2 separate regions of the Salmo salar genome follow, and region 1 is linked to region 2. A link is a contact called in public Hi-C data. All regions are on one chromosome and are shown on one strand. Each heading gives the region's core, a stretch centred on a gene start, on an enhancer-like site or on the middle of the called end of the contact. The rest is flanking DNA. Distances are from core to core; before and after follow the strand shown.

Region 1 (5,842 bases), core at 1,932-4,431, 140 kb before region 2:
TCCACTGCTCCAGAGTCCAATGGCGGTGAGCTTTACACCACTCCAGCCAATGCATGGCATTGACATGGTGATCTTAGGCTTGTGTGTGGTTGCTCAGCCATGGAAACTAATTTCATTAAGCTCCCAACAAACGGTTCATGTGCTGACATTGCTTCAGAGGCAGTTTGGAACTTGGTAGTGAGTGTTGCAACTGAGGACAGACGATTTTTACACGCTTCAGTACTGGGGGGTTAGGTTTAGGGTTCTGTGAGCTTCGTTCTGTGAGCTTGTGTGGCCTACCACTTAGTGGCTAAGCCGTTGATGCTCCTAGATATTTCCACTTCACAATAACAGCACTTACAGTTGACCGGGGCAGCTCTAGCAGGGCAGAAATTTGACGACCTGACTTGTTGGAAAGGTGGCATCCTATGACGGTGCCACGTTGAAAGTCACTGAGCTCTTCAGTAAGGCCATTCTACAGCCAATGTTTGTCTATGGAGATTGCATGGCCTTGTGTTCGATTTTATACACTGTCAGCAACGGGTGTGGCGGAAATAGCCAAATCCACTAATTTGAAGGGGTGTCCACGTACTTTTGTATATATAGTGTATATAGTGGTGGCCTATTGTTTTACACATTTGTAAATCAGTGGAGGCTGCTGAGGGGAGGATGGCTCATAATAATGGCTGGAATGGAGTCAATGGAATGGTATCAAACACATCAATCATGTGGTTCCCATGTGGTTGATAGCATTCCATTGACTCCATTCAAAGCCATTATTATGAGGCGTCCTCCCCTCAGCAGCCTCCACTGCTGTAAATCCTGTAAGAGCTACAGGAAACGAAGAACCACACTTCAATGCCCTGATTTCATCAGTAGGAGGAGCAGTTAGACACCTGATAAGAAAGGAACTAAAACGTATTGTATAGTTATTTTATTGTTGTCCACTAGGGGGATGTATGGATTCATACAGGTCAGGAGGGTTACCTGTTCTTACAGTGACTGTTTCACCAGCAACTTATCTTGGAAAATCATGTAAGTAGCACACAACAAAATACAATTTGAAGTTTAATACATTTATAAGTAAGGCAAAGTCAGGCTTTTAGATAAAATTTGCTTTATTGTATCACATGATACATAGCTACATTAGAAGCATTCTTTCCACTGCCATAATAACAGTTATATCTTCAATTGACATGGCACATTTCACAGTGTATGTTGATATATGTTCTCTTTATTTACAGTGTTGTCTCTTCCAGCACAACCTACTGTCCTACCTTCTGAACAGTTTATGCTTCAGCTGCCTTAATTTGGTGTCTCTGTTTCCATAAAAACTCCAGCAGTGGCCTGATGTTTCCATAAAAACTCCAGCAGTGGCCTGATGTTTCCATAAAAACTCCAGCAGTGGCCTGATGTTTCCCATAAAAACTCCAGCAGTGGCCTGATGTTTTCCATAAAAACTCCAGCAGTGGCCTGATGTTTTCCATAAAAACTCCATCAATGGCCTGATGTTTCCCATAAAAACTCCATCAGTGGCCTGATGTTTTCCATAAAAACTCCATCAGTGGCCTGATGTTTCCCATAAAAACTCCATCAGTGGCCTGATGTTTCCCATAAAAACTCCAGCAGTGGCCTGATGTTTCCCATAAAAACTCCATCAGCGGCCTGATGTTTTCCATAAAAACTCCAGCAGTGGCCTGATGTTTTCCATAAAAACTCCAGCAGTGGCCTGATGTTTCCCATAAAAACTCCATCAGCGGCCTGATGTTTTCCATAAAAACTCCAGCAGTGGCCTGATGTTTTCCATAAAAACTCCAGCAGTGGCCTGATGTTTCCCATAAAAAACTCCATCAGCGGCCTGATGTTTTCCATAAAAACTCCAGCAGTGGCCTGATGTTTTCCATAAAAACTCCAGCAGTGGCCTGATGTTTCCCATAAAAACTCCATCAGCGGCCTGATGTTTTCCATAAAAACTCCATCAGCGGCCTGATGTTTCCCATAAAAACTCCATCAGCGGCCTGATGTTTTCCATAAAAACTCCAGCAGTGGCCTGATGTTTTCCATAAAAACTCCAGCAGTGGCCTGATGTTTTCCATAAAAACTCCAGCAGTGGCCTGATGTTTTCCATAAAAACTCCATCAGTGGCCTGATGTTTTCCATAAAAACTCCATCAATGGCTTGATGTTTTCCATAAAAACTCCAGCAGTGGCCTGAATATTTTCCATAAAAACTCCAGCAGTGGCCTGAATATTTTCCATAAAAACTCCAGCAGTGGCCTGAATATTTTCCATAAAAACTCCAGCAGTGGCCTGATGTTTTCCATAAAAACTCCATCAATGGCTTGATGTTTTCCATAAAAACTCCAGCAGTGGCCTGATGTTTTCTTCAAGCTCTCTTTCTCTTATTTTCTTTGGAATAATGTTCCCTTGATTTTGTCCTTCTATTTTCAAAACCACACCTTGAACATTGATTTCAAGGTGGGGTTTTTTTCTTCATCAAAACAAGGCCACTAAAACTGGGCCGCATAATGAGAATGGCTTCTTTTGCGGTGATACTCACATAAAAGTCTCGAAACATTGGCACTGGAGTAATGAACACAAGGATTAGTATAGTGGAATCACATGTTTTAATGACTCTGTAATGGATAACTCCCAACAGATATCCATTGATTCCCCATTATGGAGACCATTTTAACAACATTAACCAGCGTAATCGATGTGTAAGCAAACAAATGCCATGATCAGTAATGAGATGCACTGTCTGTAGTTGTGGGGGGATCCATTTGGGTTGTGTTGTGCTGAGCTCAGTTTGGAGGGAGCGAGAGGTACTGTATTACAGAGAATGTAGGTCAGATTGTTGGAGTGGAGCAGCAGTGTGGAAGGAGAGCCACGTGGCCGGGGACTCAGACTGGGAGTCTTAAAGCAGGGAGTGCCAGGCCCCTCTCAGCCACCCATAAGACTGCTTTTTACATGCCTGCCCTCAGCCCTCTCTCCAAAATGCCTGAAATCTAGAGATATACCAGCCACGATCATGCCAAGGGAAAGTCAATCGCTTATTCATGCAAGCCGACCTACCAACCTAGTTGCTCCACCATCTAATGGGAATCTCATGACTGAAAAGGGAGTGAAAGAGGGCAAGAGAGGCAGAGGAGGGAAAGAGTGTGTGTGTGAGACTGGACGGGGTGGGGGGGGGGGGCCGTAAGAGAGCGGGAGTACAGAGAGCTGAGATGTGGGTTGTTTAACTTTCTTCTTGGCAGTGCTTTGTCTACACCATATGTGGCCTGGGGTCTGTTTTCAGGTAAAGGAGCTTCTAGCGGGAGGGAGACTGTGGCAGTGATGCATATGGGGAGGTGTGGCATACTCTGACACCCACAGAGGCCCCTCCCTTCCTCTTCCCTCCCTTGGCTGCATGTGGCTGACTCAACATGCTCTGCTATGGTGTGGTTTGGCCCATTGTGTTAGAGCTGGTGAGGGTATACCCAATACATAACTGGTACCACTGTTACACATCAGCTTGAAGTAAATCTCATGACACTATATTATTTACAGGACATGAAATAATATGATTGGATATGGCTGAGGATGAAACCCAAACATAATATGCTGCATTGTTAACCCACGACAAACACACACAACATGCAACCGCATCTATATAAACATGCCACTGCATTGTACTTCAAACTGTTTAGCATTGGCACTGCGCTTCCAGCTGACAACCTTTAGCGTAAAAGAAAAAATCACAACAGCAAATCCCCCCGGACTGAAAATACTAGCTGAGACTAAGAAATAAAAATAGCTAGGACTTTTGACACGGAAACTCTCTCATGCAGAGGATGTATCGGCGCAGACTCCTACACAGAGCATAAGAATGTGCCCTGGAGGCCATGTGCTCATTGCAGCGTATGGCATTAAAAGGGTCATACTGTATGTTTTCATGCTTGCCATGCTCAGATAGTAATGACCATGTCGTCATTGTTTAATATATAAGTAGTGGTTAGTTGCTGTTAAATGGGGGTTGGTCTTTAACTGTGGTATCGTGTGATAGTTGATGAGATGCTGATGCAGTCAGAACAGAACAGAGGACACAAGGCTTATCCCACAGGGAGATGTGAATGGCATCTGAAAAACGAATCGTCAGCGAGGGTGGCGGGGCGATGCTCCCTTCCACTTCCCCCGCCTTCCAAATGGAGTGACCTAAATACTAATCAGGCAAGAAAGGAAAACCTGTTAGGATTTGCCAGTTAAAAACAGCATGGGGGAAGACGAGGCCTTTGGCGATTCCTCTTTGCGGGCTCTTGGTGTTTCACAGCTCCACCATATTAATGGTTTTCTCACTAATTAGAAGACGTCTCATTCAAGTCACAGTCGAATACAGAATACACATATTAGAGAAATCAATCTAGGCTATGTAAAGCAAATAAATAATATGTGGTAAGAAGCAAAGAGACTAATTGAAAGGTTGAATTGCTTTTCTATTTCTGGTGGCTACAGCGACAGTTGATACATCTCGCATGAATGCTGGCATTATGTCTCCAGTCTTTGTTCTACCCTGTTGGCATGGCAACACAGTCAAGCCTGCTCTATTATCAAAGATGTGTATGTGTGTGTGTGTGTGTGTGTGTGTGTGTGTGTGTGTGTGTGTGTGTGTGTGTGTGTGTGTGTGTGTGTGTGTGTGTGTGTGTGTGTGTGTGTGTGTGTGGAAACGGAAGTAAGGTACATGGTGTTGTTCAGCCCGACGCAATAGCTGAGAGCTAGTCAACCCATTTACCTGTGACTGTATTCACGATAAAGCACTGCCTTGTGTGCATTATTGCTTTTTATTTAACTTTCATTAAAACGTTATTTTGATAAGTAAATTCATACAATTTCATTCTTCCACCAGAAGATATTGTCCGGACCAGTAGCAGTGCATGGGTAAAATCATTGGGGAAGCCAAAACAGAAAAAACAATCATATTACAACATATGTGTTCTGATAATTGCTTTGTTTGCTCTATAATCTGTTAGTTCATGCCTTGCAACCGTGATATATGCCTAAGGCCGAGACAATAAGAAGACAAGAGGCAGAATAAATTCAACCACACCTTTGTTTCATCCCGGATAAAGCACTAAATAAACTTCAGTTAGTGCTAAATACGGCTGCTAGAATCCTGACTAGAACCAAAAAATTTGATCATATTACTCCAGTGCTAGCCTCCCTACACTGGCTTCCTGTTAAGGCAAGGGCTGATTTCAAGGTTTTACTGCTAACCTACAAAGCATTACATGGGCTTGCTCCTACCTATCTTTCCGATTTGGTCCTGCCGTACATACCTACACGTACGCTACGGTCACAAGATGCAGGCCTCCTAATTGTCCCTAGAATTTCTAAGCAAACGGCTGGAGGTAGGGCTTTCTCCTATAGAGCTCCATTTTTATGGAATGGTCTGCCTACCAATGTGAGAGACGCAGACTCAGTCTCAACCTTTAAGTCTTTACTGAAGACTTATCTCTTCAGTAGGTCCTATGATTAAGTATAGTCTGGCCCAGGAGTGTGAAGAGGAACGGAAAGGCTGGAGCAACGAACCGCCCTTGCTGTCTCTGCCTTGCCGGTTCCCCTCTTTCCACTGGGATTCTCTGCCTCTAACCCTTTTACAGGGGCTGAGTCACTGGCCTACTGGTGTTCTTCCATGCCGTCCATGGGAGGGGTGCGTCACTTGAGTGGGTTGAGTCACTGACGTGGTCTTCCTGTCTGGGTTGGCGCCCCCCCTTGGGTTGTGCCATGGCGGAGATCGTTGTGGGCTATACTCGGCCTTGTCTTAGGACGGTAAGTTGGTGGTTGGAGACATCCCTCTAGTGGTGTGGGGGCTGTGCTTTGGCAAAGTG
Region 2 (5,667 bases), core at 3,076-5,575:
ATATCCAAGTGAATTGGAAAAGAATTTACTATGAAAATGTATTACAATTAAAACCGTAAAATACCCTATTTGGATAAGTGAACACCCTGAGTTATTACTTGGTGGAACCAGCTTTTGCTTGAATTACAGTCATGAATCTCTTTGAATACGTCTCTACTAACTTATATTTGGCCATTCTTCCTTGCAGAATTGTTCAAGCTCAGTCAAATTGCATGGTGACCGATCATGGACTGCACTCTTCAAGTCATTCCACAGATTCTGGATGGGATTTAGGCCGGGGCTCTGACTAGGCCAATCAAGGACATTCACCTTCTTGTCCTTCAGCCACTCTACAGTTGCTTTGGCGGTGTGCTTTGGGTCATTGTCATGTTGAAACGTGAACCATCTTCTCATTTTCAACTTTCTGGCAGAGGGCTGCAGGTTCACCTCAAGAATCTGTCGGTATTTTGCACTGTCCATTTTCCCTTCTATCCTGACAAGTGCTCCAGTCCCTGCTGAAGAGAAACACCCCCACAACAGGATACTGCCACTGCCGTGCTTTACTGTAGAATGATGTTCTTTACTGTAGAATGATGTTCTTTACTGTAGACATGGTGTTCTTTACTGTAGACATGGTGTTCTTTACTGTAGACATGGTGTTCTTTACTGTAGACATGGTGTTCTTTACTGTAGACATGGTGTTCTTTACTGTAGACATGGTGTTCTTTATTGTAGGCATGGTGTTCTTTATTGTAGACATGGTGTTCTTTATTGTAGACATGGTGTTCTTTACTGTAGACATGGTGTTCTTTACTGTAGACATGGTGTTCTTTACTGTAGACATGGTGTTCTTTACTGTAGACATGGTGTTCTTTACTGTAGACATGGTGTTCTTTATTGTAGGCATGGTGTTCTTTACTGTAGGCATGGTGTTCTTTACTGTAGACATGGTGTTCTTCACTGTAGGCATGGTGTTCTTCACTGTAGGCATGGTGTTCTTTACTGTAGGCATGGTGCTCTTCACTGTAGGCATGGTGCTCTTCACTGTAGACATGGTGTTCTTTATTGTAGGCATGGTGCTCTTTACTGTAGGCATGGTGCTCTTCACTGTAGGCATGGTGCTCTTCACTGTAGGCACGGTGCTCTTCACTGTAGGCACGATGCTCTTCACTGTAGGCACGATGCTCTTCACTGTAGGCACGATGCTCTTCACTGTAGGCACGGTGTCAGTTCACTGTAGGCACGGTGTCAGTTCACTGTAGGCACGGTGTCAGTTCACTGTAGGCACGGTGCTCTTCACTGTAGGCACGGTGTCCGTTCACTGTAGGCACGGTGCCCGTTCACTGTAGGCACGGTGTCCGTTCACTGTAGGCACGGTTGTCCGTTCACTGTAGGCACGGTTGTCCGTTCACTGTAGGCACGGGTTGTCCGTTCACTGTAGGCACGGTTGTCCGTTCACTGTAGGCACGGTTGTCCGTTCACTGTAGGCACGGTTGTCCGTTCACTGTAGGCACGGTTGTCCGTTCACTGTAGGCACGGTTGTCCGTTCACTGTAGGCACGGTTGTCCGTTCACTGTAGGCACGGTTGTCCGTTCACTGTAGGCACGGTTGTCCGTTCACTGTAGGCACGGTTGTCCGTTCACTGTAGGCACGGTTGTCCGTTCACTGTAGGCACGGTTGTCCGTTCACTGTAGGCACGGTTGTCCGTTCACTGTAGGCACGGTTGTCCGTTCACTGTAGGCACGGTTGTCCGTTCACTGTAGGCACGGGTGTCCGTTCACTGTAGGCACGGTTGTCCGTTCACTGTAGGCACGGTTGTCCGTTCACTGTAGGCACGGTTGTCCGTTCACTGTAGGCACGGTTGTCCGTTCACTGTAGGCACGGTTGTCCGTTCACTGTAGGCACGGTTGTCCGTTCACTGTAGGCACGGTTGTCCGTTCACTGTAGGCACGGTTGTCCGTTCACTGTAGGCACGGTTGTCCGTTCACTGTAGGCACGGTTGTCCGTTCACTGTAGGCACGGTTGTCCGTTCACTGTAGGCACGGTTGTCCGTTCACTGTAGGCACGGTTGTCCGTTCACTGTAGGCACGGTTGTCCGTTCACTGTAGGCACGGTTGTCCGTTCACTGTAGGCACGGGTGTCCGTTCACTGTAGGCACGGGTGTCCGTTCACTGTAGGACACGGGTGTCCGTTCACTGTAGGCACGGGTGTCCGTTCACTGTAGGCACGGTGCTCTTTACTGTAGGCACGGTGCTCTTTACTGTAGGCACGGTGCTCTTTACTGTAGGCACGGTGCTCTTCACTGTAGGCACGGTGCTCTTCACTGTAGGCATGGTGCTCTTCACTGTAGGCATGGTGTTCTTTGGGTGGAAAGATCTATTGGGTTTCGTCAGACATATCGTTTTGCATTCAGGTCAAAAGGTTACATTTTGGTCTCATCTGACCACAGCACCTTTTTCCACTTGGCCTCAGAATCTACAATATGCTTGATGTGGCTTTTTTTAGGGGTGTTTTTTTTTCTTGCCACCCTCCCATAGGGGCCAGATTAATGCAGCGTTTGTTATATTGTGGTCACATGCACACATTGACTAGTCTTTGCCATAAAGGCCTGAAGCTCCTTCAAAGTCGCCATTGGATTCTTGGTAGCCTCTCTGATCAGTCTTCTCCTTGCCCGGTTTGGAGGGACGGCCTGATCTATGCAGGGTCTGGGCGTCGCCATACGCCTTCCACTTCTTAAAAATGGTCTTAACTGTGCCCCGAGGGACAAAGCCTTTGAAATCTTTTTATATCCATTCCCTGATTTGTGCCTTTCCACAACTTTATCTTGTAGATCTTTTGAAAGTACCTTTCCGCCCATAGTGGATTCTTTGCTTTGAATTGCACTACTAAGCAGTGGAGTCCTCTATGAACAACTGTTTTTATTCTGAGCTAATCAAAGTCACTACAATTGATCACAGATGGAAGCCAATTAGCTTGATTTGTGATCTGGAAGGTTGGTTATACCTCAGCAAATTTGGAATTGCAATTCTAAGGGGGGGTATTCACTTATCCAAATAGGGTATTTTACTGTTTTACTTTTTTGAAAATATTTTTTGTGGTGGTTTCATTTCAGGCTGTAAGGCAACAAAAGGTGAACAGTTTGAAAGGGGGTGGTGACTTCGTATACACACTGTACATGAATGGTCTATTCTAAACCAAAGGCTGTAAAAGTGGCATTATCGGACATCATGCAGGACAGGAACATCTGAACCAGTGTTGAGCCATATGTTTTATATCAATTGTTAAAAGTATAAAAGATCATATGACATACCTACCAAAATCACATTGGGATGTATGCGAGTTGTAAACAACGTAATTTCTGAGACTGGAGATGGGGCAGGAAGGGAAAGTGAAGTGCTCCATCTCTACAGCCGTGCTCTCTCACTCTCTCAAAATAGACCAACACCTCATCACTTTGATATGGCGATGAAAAGGGAATGAACTACGTCTCTAGGGGTGTGTTCAAGTATAAAAGCAGATGACAAAATTCCGTTCGGTTTTCAAACAAACCACATCCTATGACAGTTTTTGTCAAGAATAGGCCTACACATCTCTTAAGAGATTTGATGATGGTCGACAAGGCATCGTCTGGGTTAGGGTTTGGCCGTGGTAGACCGTAATTGTAAATATGAATTTGTTCTTAACTGACTTGCGTAGTTAAATAAATAAAATAAATACATTGAAACGTCCTCAATAATACTATATTCAGTAGCTAGGACTACTACGATTGGACCTCCTCTGTAAAGGTCTGTTATGCTATATTTTGACATGGAAATTAGAACGTGCTCCAGTATTCTACCGGAAATATGGCTCTTCAGATTTGAGGTATCTTTGGGTGAATATACAGTTCTTCATGGCTGCCTATTGATTTGTTATTTCAGATGTCACTCTTGTGAAACACCAGTAGCACAGGTCCTGAAGTGGTTTCTCCAGAGAGAAGGATGTTTGTGGTCCTGTTCTATATCTCTCTGAATGGATGAACCCAGTTAAAACACTGTCCATTCTGTGGTCATGCCCATGCTTGCTTTTTTGTCACTACCATGATTCTGCAAGGTCCCAGACTAGCCCTATCTCAGACCTGGCTGAGATAAACACCACTGCTCTCATTGATGGACTACAGCCCAGAGCACAGCTCATCTATGGAAAGAGAATCCCCTTCCTTCCCATCCCCCACTCTCTCTCTCTCACACACACACACACACACACACACACACACACACACACACACACACACACACACACACTGTCAACAGAGATCCTGAGATTCTGTTTTTAACTCAACAGCGCCACTGCGGTGCAATGGTGGAAATGGGTACTACGCCTTGTTATTTGACACGCTAGAGAGACGCACTGTAGCAGTGCTGATGCTCCTGTCCACAGTTAGCACCCAACAGCAGGTCCCCGCTGCCCTGCCCTGGTGTGAACTGTGTGTACAGCAGATTGTGGAAGGATTTTTGCACACAGACAATGTGTTAGTGGTAGTGGCATCTTCTGGGAGGAAATCTCCACTCTCCAGCCCTAGCTTCAGTTCTTACTTAGCAGCACTATGTAGTGTGATTGGTGTAGTGTGAAAATATGTTGCTCTGAGTTTGGATAAACAACTGTCTCACCACCACCACCTCCCTTCCCTTCCCTTCAGGCCTGTGTCCTGTTTGCTGACCTCATGGTGTAACCAGGTATAAAGATGAGCATAAGCAGTGATGAGGTCAACTTCCTGGTGTACAGATACCTACAGGAGTCAGGTAGGCTGTATCTGACGCTTAAACCACACATCTGGAAGCAAACGCAATTGAAGCCAGACAGCTGTCGAAATAATCTTACTGTATATTGTATGTTCTACAGCTATTTAAAGGTGCCCTGAAAATGTGCACTCTGAGAACAACCACAGCTATTTGAAGTGTGCCATTTCCAGAGGCACCAGAGAGAAGGATCTGCTCTATGTAATGTGCTGCCTACTGACATGCTCCTCATGCCTCCCCTTACAGGGTTTTCCCACTCAGCCTTCACTTTTGGGATAGAGAGCCACATCAGTCAGTCTAACATCAATGGAGCCCTGGTGCCCCCTGCTGCCCTCATCTCCATCATACAGAAGGGCCTGCAGTACGTGGAGGCTGAAGTCAGCATTAATGAGGTGAGCTCATCTCCTCATTCACACAAGTCATTATTATCACATCATCTTATCAGGGAATCCGTGGACTTTATTACTGCAAGCCAAGCCAACTGTGATGAAATGCAGAACATGGCATCGGTTTGATCAGAAAGCATATGAATGCAGTGCTACGTTTCTGTTCTTCAGTTATGCAGTTATCAACCAATGTAGCTTTATAATACATTGCATTAAGTTTTAATAGATGGTTCTCTAGTGATTTGTTTTAGTGTTTTATCCTTTAATTTAAGTCACAGGAGGTTGGTGGCACCTTAATTGGGGAGGACGGGTTCGTGGTAATGGCTGGAACGGAATTAGTTGAATGGTATCAAACACATGGTTTCCATGTGCCATGAGCCGTCCTCCCCTCAGCAGCAGCCTCAACTGGATTTAACCTACCATTGCTTACAGCTACAGTAGTTATTTAGCAGTTTGAAGCCTTCGATTTTGAGTCTAACCAGCTTTTCTGCTGTCCCCAGGACGGTACACTGTTTGACGGGCGG

The links. Hi-C and Micro-C count contacts between places; a contact is called where the count stands out from the background.
Region 1: a contact with region 2 is called in a Hi-C map of muscle, with 19 times the contacts expected there. The contact joins two enhancer-like sites. A contact is called at or near these places in 2 of 3 Hi-C or Micro-C datasets (gill and muscle).

What each region holds. Positions count from the first base shown.
Region 1 is chrssa10:29,450,755-29,456,596 of Ssal_v3.1, reverse strand. No RefSeq gene overlaps it. Among protein-coding and RNA genes, the nearest start is that of s100p, 3.8 kb to the left of the region's middle. Within about 2 kb of position 3,181, at least 5 of the 13 cell types and tissues checked have an H3K27ac peak or open chromatin away from gene starts, as enhancers often do. A contact at or near this core is called in muscle, where this site is marked.
Region 2 is chrssa10:29,315,264-29,320,930 of Ssal_v3.1, reverse strand. tbl1xr1a (TBL1X/Y related 1a) reads left to right here. Exons shown (of 18, transcript XM_014216748.2): 5 at 4,658-4,760; 6 at 5,004-5,149; 7 at 5,644-5,667. The coding sequence starts at 4,703. Among protein-coding and RNA genes, the nearest start is that of tbl1xr1a, 18 kb to the left of the region's middle. Within about 2 kb of position 4,325, at least 10 of the 13 cell types and tissues checked have an H3K27ac peak or open chromatin away from gene starts, as enhancers often do. A contact at or near this core is called in muscle, where this site is marked.